Linked DNA regions of Mus musculus: region 2 is linked to region 1. A link is a contact called in public Micro-C data. All regions are on one chromosome and are shown on one strand. Each heading gives the region's core, a stretch centred on a gene start, on an enhancer-like site or on the middle of the called end of the contact. The rest is flanking DNA. Distances are from core to core; before and after follow the strand shown. Region 1 has its middle 22 kb from the start of Gm30928. Region 2 holds the start of Slx1b (SLX1 structure-specific endonuclease subunit homolog B (S. cerevisiae)).

Evidence for each region. A called contact is a pair of places that touch in the nucleus more often than the background predicts.
Region 2: a contact with region 1 is called in a Micro-C map of embryonic stem cells, with 2.0 times the contacts expected there. The contact joins the promoter of Slx1b here to the enhancer-like site in region 1. A contact is called at or near these places in 1 of 39 promoter capture datasets (maxillary cranial neural crest), 1 of 15 datasets of contacts at CTCF or cohesin (embryonic stem cells), 4 of 484 Hi-C or Micro-C datasets (B cells, CD4 T cells, cerebellum and 1 more), 1 of 115 datasets of contacts at active chromatin or transcription factors (embryonic stem cells) and 1 of 9 other capture datasets (embryonic stem cells).

The regions. Positions count from the first base shown.
Region 1 is chr7:126,328,196-126,332,036 of GRCm38.p6, reverse strand. No RefSeq gene overlaps it. Among named protein-coding and RNA genes, the nearest start is that of Gm30928, 22 kb to the left of the region's middle. Within about 2 kb of position 1,941, at least 39 of the 459 cell types and tissues checked have an H3K27ac peak or open chromatin away from gene starts, as enhancers often do. A contact at or near this core is called in embryonic stem cells, where this site is marked.
Region 2 is chr7:126,693,638-126,697,480 of GRCm38.p6, reverse strand. Slx1b (SLX1 structure-specific endonuclease subunit homolog B (S. cerevisiae)) reads left to right here and starts at 1,698. Exons shown (of 6, transcript NM_029420.4): 1 at 1,698-2,056. The coding sequence starts at 1,878. Bola2 (bolA-like 2 (E. coli)) reads right to left here and starts at 1,481. Exons shown (of 3, transcript NM_175103.3): 1 at 1,382-1,481; 2 at 1,201-1,298; 3 at 788-926. The coding sequence starts at 1,444. The coding sequence ends at 827.

The sequences.
Region 1 (3,841 bases), core at 692-3,191:
GACAGAAGGCTGGGCAGTTCAGAGCACGTGCTATTCTTCCAGAGGAACCAAGTTTGGTTCTTAGCATCCATATGGTACCTCACAACTGTCTGAAACCCCACTTCCAAGGAACCATGCATGCCCTCTTCTGTCTTCTGTGGCACCATGCACACATGTGGTGCACAGACACAGATGTGGGCAAAAATCTCAGACACATAAAGGCAGTAAATGGGGGAGGGGAGTTGCATAGGAATGATTCCCTTAGACTCATGTGTGGGAATACTTGGCCCACAGGAATGGCACTATTAGGAGGTGTGGGCCTGTTGGAGGCAGTGTGTCACTGTGGAAGTGGGCTTTGAGATCTTACATGCTCAAGCTAGGCCTAGCACGGCTTACAGTCTCTCCCTGGTGCCTGTGGATCCAAATGCAGAGCTCTCAGCTCCTTCTCCAGCACCATGTCTGCCTACGTGCTGCCATGCTTCTTGCTATGATGATAATGGACTAAACCTCTGAAACTGTAAGCCTGCCAGCCTCATTTAAATGTTTTCAGGGTTGAAGAGATGGCTCAGTGGTTAAGAGCACTGACTGCTCTTCCAGAGGTTCTGAGTCCAGTTCCCAGCAACCACATGGTGGCTCACAACCATCTGTAATGGGATCCGATGCCCTCTTCTGGTGTGTCTGAAGTCAGCTACAGTGTACTCATATACATTAAAAAAAAAAGCCTCATTTAAATGTTTTCCTTTAAGAGAGTTACTGTGGTCATGGTGTCTCCTTGTAGTAATAGAAAACAGGGGAATTCAAGGCTTGCCCTATCTTGGCACCACAGTTGGGAGGGGTCAGAGGGAGAGAGAAGACATCCTCACCTATGAACTATAAAGAGAGAGAACAGTCTCGTCTTAAACCTGCACGTGCTCATGAAATATTGTTCAACTTTGTTATCTACTTTGTTAAGGAGGTGAAGCAATGGGAGAGGGCAAGAAGGGAGAGCCCAAGAGGCCTATTAATGATCAGGCCACAGACCTGGTGGCTTCTTCAGAGAGCATTGTCACTTCTGTTTGTTGAATAAACACACTGGGACTGACTGTTCTTCCTCAGGCAGCAGTGTTTACTCCCCACCATCTTAAGTGGGCTCTACCGGTTAGCATTCCTTCTAGGCTCCGCCCCACAGTTACCTGGCAACAGCCAGGTGTGCCTAACTCACTGACTCAGTAAAAGGGGCTGCTTGCCCCCTCCTCACTCTCTTGCTCTCTCTTACTCTCAACCTCTTACTCTCTTCCCTCTCTGTCCCTTCTCTCCCCATTCCCCTCCCCCCTCCATGTGTTCATGGCTGGCCTCTTCCCTCTCCCTCTCCCTCTCCCTCTCCCTCTCCCTCTCCCTCTCCCTCTCCCTCTCCCTCTCCCTCCTCCTCCCCCTCCCCCCTCCCCCTCCCCCTCCTTCTCCCTCTCTCCCTTTCTCTGTCTCTACTCTGTCAGCTATACTCCCCATGCCCTGAATAAGCTCTATTCCATATTATATCCATCATATGGTTGGTCCCTCAGGGGGAAGGGATGCCTCAGCATGGGCCCGCAGAGGCACCCCCTTCAACCTCACCATACCTCACTCTACCAAACATATCCTGGTTCTTTCTTTTTTTTATAGAAAACACCATGTACCGACCACAGCCCTGCTTCCTGTCTCTATTTGTTTCCTGCTTTCCTTCTTCAAGGTTGTTCTTCCATCTCATGGTTATGTGACAAATTCAACAAATACCTTTTATTTTATTAACAAAAAATTTTGGCTGCTTGATTTCAAGGCTCAGTGTTTCCACTTATAGCCTTAGTTATCTTAAACTGTGCTGGCATTGAAGACCACAGAGTGGACCGATTTCAGAGCTGCATAGAATTTCACACAGTAACGTATTCTGTGCACACCCTCATCCAACTCTCACTGGCGGAGTGGATCCTATCTTGCGGGCACTGGAACCACAGAAGCAGAGGTGACTCCGCATGACAGAGCTACTCTGAAATCCTGTCATTTTGTAGATGAAGGCAGGGGCACGATCTGTTCCTCAGTGAAAGGACAATGGAGATCCTGTACGTTCTGGGAGAATTTATTCTCACCATGGTACTATTCACTGACTTTCCTTATGTACACAAACAGCTTCCCCTGATTGCTCAGTGGGGCAAAACCACATTACCAAAGAACCAGACTTCAAGTGCTCATCACCGTCCTGAAATTGGTTTAAGAGGTGGATGTTTATTTGTTTTTGTTTTTTCGAAGACAAGATTTGTTTGTGTAGCCTTGGCTGTCCTAGGACTCACTCTATAGACCAGAATGACCTTGAACTCACAGAGATCTGCCTGCCTCTGCCTCCCAAGTGGTGGGATTAAGGGCATGTGCTACCCACCTCCCCCCCCCCCCCCAAGGTGGACATTCTTTTTTGTTTGTTTGTTTGTTTTTGAGACAGGGTTTCTATGTATAGCCAACTCAGAAATCCACCTGCCTCTGCCTCCCAAGTGGTGGGATTAAAGGCATGCGCCACCACCACCCGGCTTTGGTGGACATTCTTAATACAGGAATTCCTGAGGTTAGATACTGTGATGGTTTAAAAATGCTTGACCCAGAAAGTGGCACTACTAGAAGGTGTGGTCTTGCTGGAGTAGGTATGACACTGTGGGTGTGGGCTTAAGACTCTCACCTTAGCTTCTTAGAAGTCAGTCTTCTACTAGCAGCCTTCAGATGAAGATGTAGAACTCTCAGCTCCTCCTACACTGTACCTGCTTAGATGCTGCCAATCTCCCATCCTGATGATAATGGACTGAACCTCTGAACCTGTAAGCCAGTCCCAAATGTACGTTGTACTTTATAAGACAACGTACTTGGTCATGATGTCTGTTCACAGCAGTAAAACCCTAACTAAGACAGATACCAAGTCACAAAAACCCTACCCACTTAGTGCTGTGGGAATGACCGCCATGACTACAGTAAAGACTCTTGCATGAAAGACACAGTAAATTATCAGCGAATCCATCTCCCCAACTCTGCACAGAACTATCTGGTGCAATAGGAATCTTTTAACTCTTTTTTTTTTTTTTTTTTTTTTTTTTTTTTTTTTTTTTTTTTTTTTTGGTTTTTCGAGACAGGGTTTCTCTGTATAGCCCTAGCTGTCCTGGAACTCACTTTGTAGACCAGGCTGGCCTCGAACTCAGAAATCCACCTGCCTCTGCCTCCCAAGTGCTGGGATTAAAGGCGTGCGCCACCACGCCCGGCGGAATCTTTTAACTCTTAATTCTACAACAGTCTCATGGAATATCTTTTGGCAATCTAATATTAATGCTATTAAAAACTAAAGGAATTCAAGTCCTTAACAATAAATGAAAACGGAGGAAAATTTATATACACACACACAAAGAAACCAAACCTCAGAGAAAAGATTGCATGCTTTAACAATGATGCCCTCTGGCCATGCTTTTGAAACTTCAATAATAAAACATAAATCAAAATAAAGTTTTCAGAAACTGAGAAGATGGCTGAGGGACTAAAGGGCGGGGACACTGAAGCCTGGTGACCTGAGTTTGGACCTTGGAATTCATGTGAAGGAGGAAGAAGAGAACCAACTCCATAAAGGTGCCCTTTGACCTCCATAGATGTAATGTGCGCGCACACACACACACACACACACACACACCTCTATTATACACAATAAAAGTAAATTAATTTAAAAAAAAGAAAGTTTCAGGGCTGGAGCCTGGAAAATAAGGTCTGTGTACTGGGGTGAGGGGGCGGGTAGAGCTGAAGCTAGTAGCCCAGGCTCCCTGAAGGCCAGAGGATCTAAGTGGGTTCTAGATGCCAACCACTGTTATACTACCGAGGCTTGGTTCTC
Region 2 (3,843 bases), core at 449-2,948, 370 kb before region 1:
CCATCACTGGGGAGTGAAGGGGTGCTCTTTTGGGGTCCTTGTGAGGAGACTGAATCACTAGTTCTCCAGAGGAACTGAAAATGTTCAGGAAATGATGCCAGGGACAGGGAAGACATGAACACTGACTACTATGATCCCAGCTTGACCAACCTCTGTGATGAAATCAAGAGAAGATGGAGACAGGAAACTGGGTGGCTGAGACAAGCCTTGACAATATGGGAAGGACTGGGCATTGTGCTGGACGTCTGTAGCCATAGCTGCATGGAAGACTAAGGCCAAAGGATCCCCTAAGCTCATGAATTTACAAGCAGCCTGGGAAACATATGGGGACCTGTCTGAAAGACAAAACCAAAGCAAAGATCCACAGTGGAGAGGAACTAGCTGTGGGAGAGCTGAACTGAACATCAGCGTGCATTGTGTCCATCCCTCCTCCTGAGTGTGTACGCCTGTGAAGAGACTGACAGAAATTCTGTATCTTGTCTCTGCTACTTCCAGGAACCTGGAGTGAGGGAACCTGGGAGAATGCTCAGGGTTTCTGAGGGCTGACAGAGCAGGAACACCCTGCTTTTTGAGGTCTGACCTTGGTGACAGTACAGACCACAGGGTTTGACAGTAAAGCCTTGGCAGACTTAAGAACCGAATCTTCATTGTTTAAGTTGGGACCTAGAGGGCTCAGGAAAGAAATCCATCCAAATTTGCTGAAACAATGGCTGGAGGAGAGTCAGGGAAAAGCCACATCCGTGACTTGGCCTCAGGGTCTTCAAACAGCACACTGAGACCAGCTGGGCCAGGTTTAAATTTTAATGACTGTTCAGGCCTAGGCCCCTCATTCACGCCGCTGTCGGGTCCACTGCTCTGGGGTCAGAGTTTTCTGCTCAAAGGCATGGATGTGCGGGAGCTCTTCGGCTAAGCACTCGTTCACCAGCCTGGAGCGAGAGAAGGGAATGGGAAATGAGCGGCCTCAGCTGGAGTGATGGGCTCCGAAGCTAGGGTGACCAAGGAGATCGGAGACGTCTCCAAGAAGTGGGGATTCAAGGAGAGGACAGGAATCCAATCACAAAGGCAGGAGCACCCTCGGGGCTATGGGTCACATCTCCGGGCTTTGGGAATGAGTTGGTCCCACCCATGGCGAGCGGATGCCCGGGCTGCCATCCGGAGCCTGAGGCTTGGCTGGGTGAGAGGCTGGCTCCCGGGGCTCACCGGTGTCTCTGGAGCAGTGGCTTTCCCTCGAACTTAGCCGACACCACCAGGACTCGGAAGCTGGTCGCGCAACGGTTCAGAGTCGTGTCCTCCACCTCCTAGCGGGCAGAAGACCCGGACGATGGAACACGCGCCCAGGAGTCCTTCCCCACCGCCCGCGACCTCTCAGCATCGCACTCACCACATGCTCTGCCTCCAGGTCCTGCCGCAGCTTCTCGCGGAGGTAATCGGCGCTGAGTTCCATAACCACAGCCCGGCGGGGCTACAGCCCAGCGTGCAAAGAACCTCGCCTCGGGTCCCGCCACCTCGCTTTCCGCCCTCACTGCAGCCACTTCCTCCACGCCGCTCACTTCCGCCCTTCCTAGGGCGGCTTCGAAGGCAGCACTTCCGCCTCCTGGCTCCCTTGAATTCCCAGCACTTGGGAGGTTTCCTCCCAACAGTTAGCCAATCCGAGCCGGACTGGAGGGCAGCCAGTCCTGCGGTTCCGCTTGCACACCCTCCTCCTGCCAGCAGGCGGCGCAGCAAGTCGCTCTGCCGGCTTTCCAGGAGTTTGCAGGACCATTCTCCCGTGCTTTTTCCTAAACCAAGGTTTTGCAGTCCTGGCTACCCAGCCCTTTCCGAGGTCCGAGGTCCCAGAAACCACCCCCAACTCTGGCCCTTCAACCCAGAAAGTCCGGATGGACCATGCAGCAAGACCCGGGCGCTTCTTCGGTGTCTACTTGCTCTACTGCCAGAACCCTCGGCATCGGGGCCGCGTTTACGTTGGATTCACTGTCAATCCTGCTCGTCGGGTCCGGCAACACAACGCGGGTCGCAAGAAAGGTGGAGCATGGCGGACCAGCGGGCGAGGACCCTGGTAAGAAGGCGCGGGTGTCTGGTCGGAAGGCTCCGCGTAGGAGGCGGGCCGCTAGGGCAAAGGAGTGACAGAGGCGGGACCGGTTTTTTTTTTTTTTTTTTTTTTAGATCTGGGGCGGTGCTGAGTCCCTGGCCTGCCACCAGAGCAAGCGTAGCAGCGAGGTGGCACCTTATGTATATCAACACTCTGCGATGGCTGGATTAAAATTTGTGATGCTTAATTGGATTACGAGTGCACAAGTTTAGGGCTGCTTTGTAACTCCACTACCAGGGTATCAGACGCCCTCTTCTAATCTCTGCACATACGTACCAAACATTCATGCACATAAATGGATTTAAGAAAAAAAAAAATCAGATACAAAAGCTATGCTATGCAATTAACCTAGGTCCTTATCTTAGGGTTACTATTTTTTAAAATAAAGATTTAAAGATCTATTTATTCATTTTATGTATATGAGTACAGTGTAGCTGCCTTTAGACACGCCAGAAGAGGGAATTGTATGCATCGCAGATGGTTGTGGGCCAGCACGTGGTGGCTGGGAGTTGAACTCATGACCTCTGGAAGAGCAGTCAGTGCTCTCAACCTCTGAGCCATCTCTGCAGCCCCCTAGGGTTACTATTGTTACTATTGTTACTATTGTTGTGATGAGTCACCAGGACCGAAAGCGTACTGGGGAGGAACGCGTTTATTTGGCTTACACTTCCATGTGAATGTGCTTTCATCTCCTCAGATGAAGGGGTGAGAGGAGAGCCGTACCCAAGCTGTGTGAATATATGGCTTGGGCTGAGCCAGAGCGTTTCTTTCTCTGTTCTAACTATCCCTAGGCCTACCCCTGGAAGCTTCTAACCTCTGTACAATCTATTCTTCCAAGATGGCTGATTCAATCCGGCTTCTCTCAGCTTTTGACTGAATTGCTCTGCTTGGCCTCATACTAGCCTTGACAATCTGTTCTAATCTTCTGGCTCCTTCTCATTCTCTGGCTCCTTTTGTCTTCACCGGTGTCTAGCTTGTTCTCTCTACAACCTGTCTCTGTAAAACTTCCCTGACCAAACTTCCATACACATACAGCCCTCCCTTCTCTCTGCTTTTTTTTTTTTTAAGAATTATTTTTTTATTTAATGTATATGAGTACACTGTTGTATCTTCAGACACACCAGAAGAGGGCATCAGATCCCATTACAGATGGTTGTGAGCCACCATGTGGTTTCTGGGATTTGAACTCAGGACCTCTGGAAGAGCAGTCGGGTGCTCTTACCCACTGAGCCATCTCACCAGCCCCCTCTCTCTGCTCTTAAGTAGCTTCTCTTTCCTGTGTTGTTTTCATGTAGGTTGGACATCTGCCCTTTAATTAGATGTCATTTTCAAACATGGCTGCGTCTACAAACTCACCTTACCTTCACTGTAGGGATGAAAGGGCGTGTCTGCGTTCCAGCAAATCATACTGTAGTCCAGGCCGTGTTGGCATTCCAGCCCCATCATATAGACCTGGGCCTTTGGATGTGATTCCTTACCAGAGCAGCCATGTTGCTGGATTAAAATTCCTCTATGTTTCCACTTCACGTTCATCGTTGGAGGAAGTCAGGACAGGAACTCAAACAAGAGCTGATGCAGAGGCGGTGGGACCCAAGGCCACCAACTCAGGGGCTGCACCACTCACAATGGCTGAGCCCTCCCACATCAGTTGTTAATCAGGAAAATGTTCTACAGGCTTGCATGTGTGTGTGTGTGTGTGTGTGTGTGTGTGTGTGTGTGTGTGTGTGTGTGTAGAGCCTGATCTTATGGAAGAA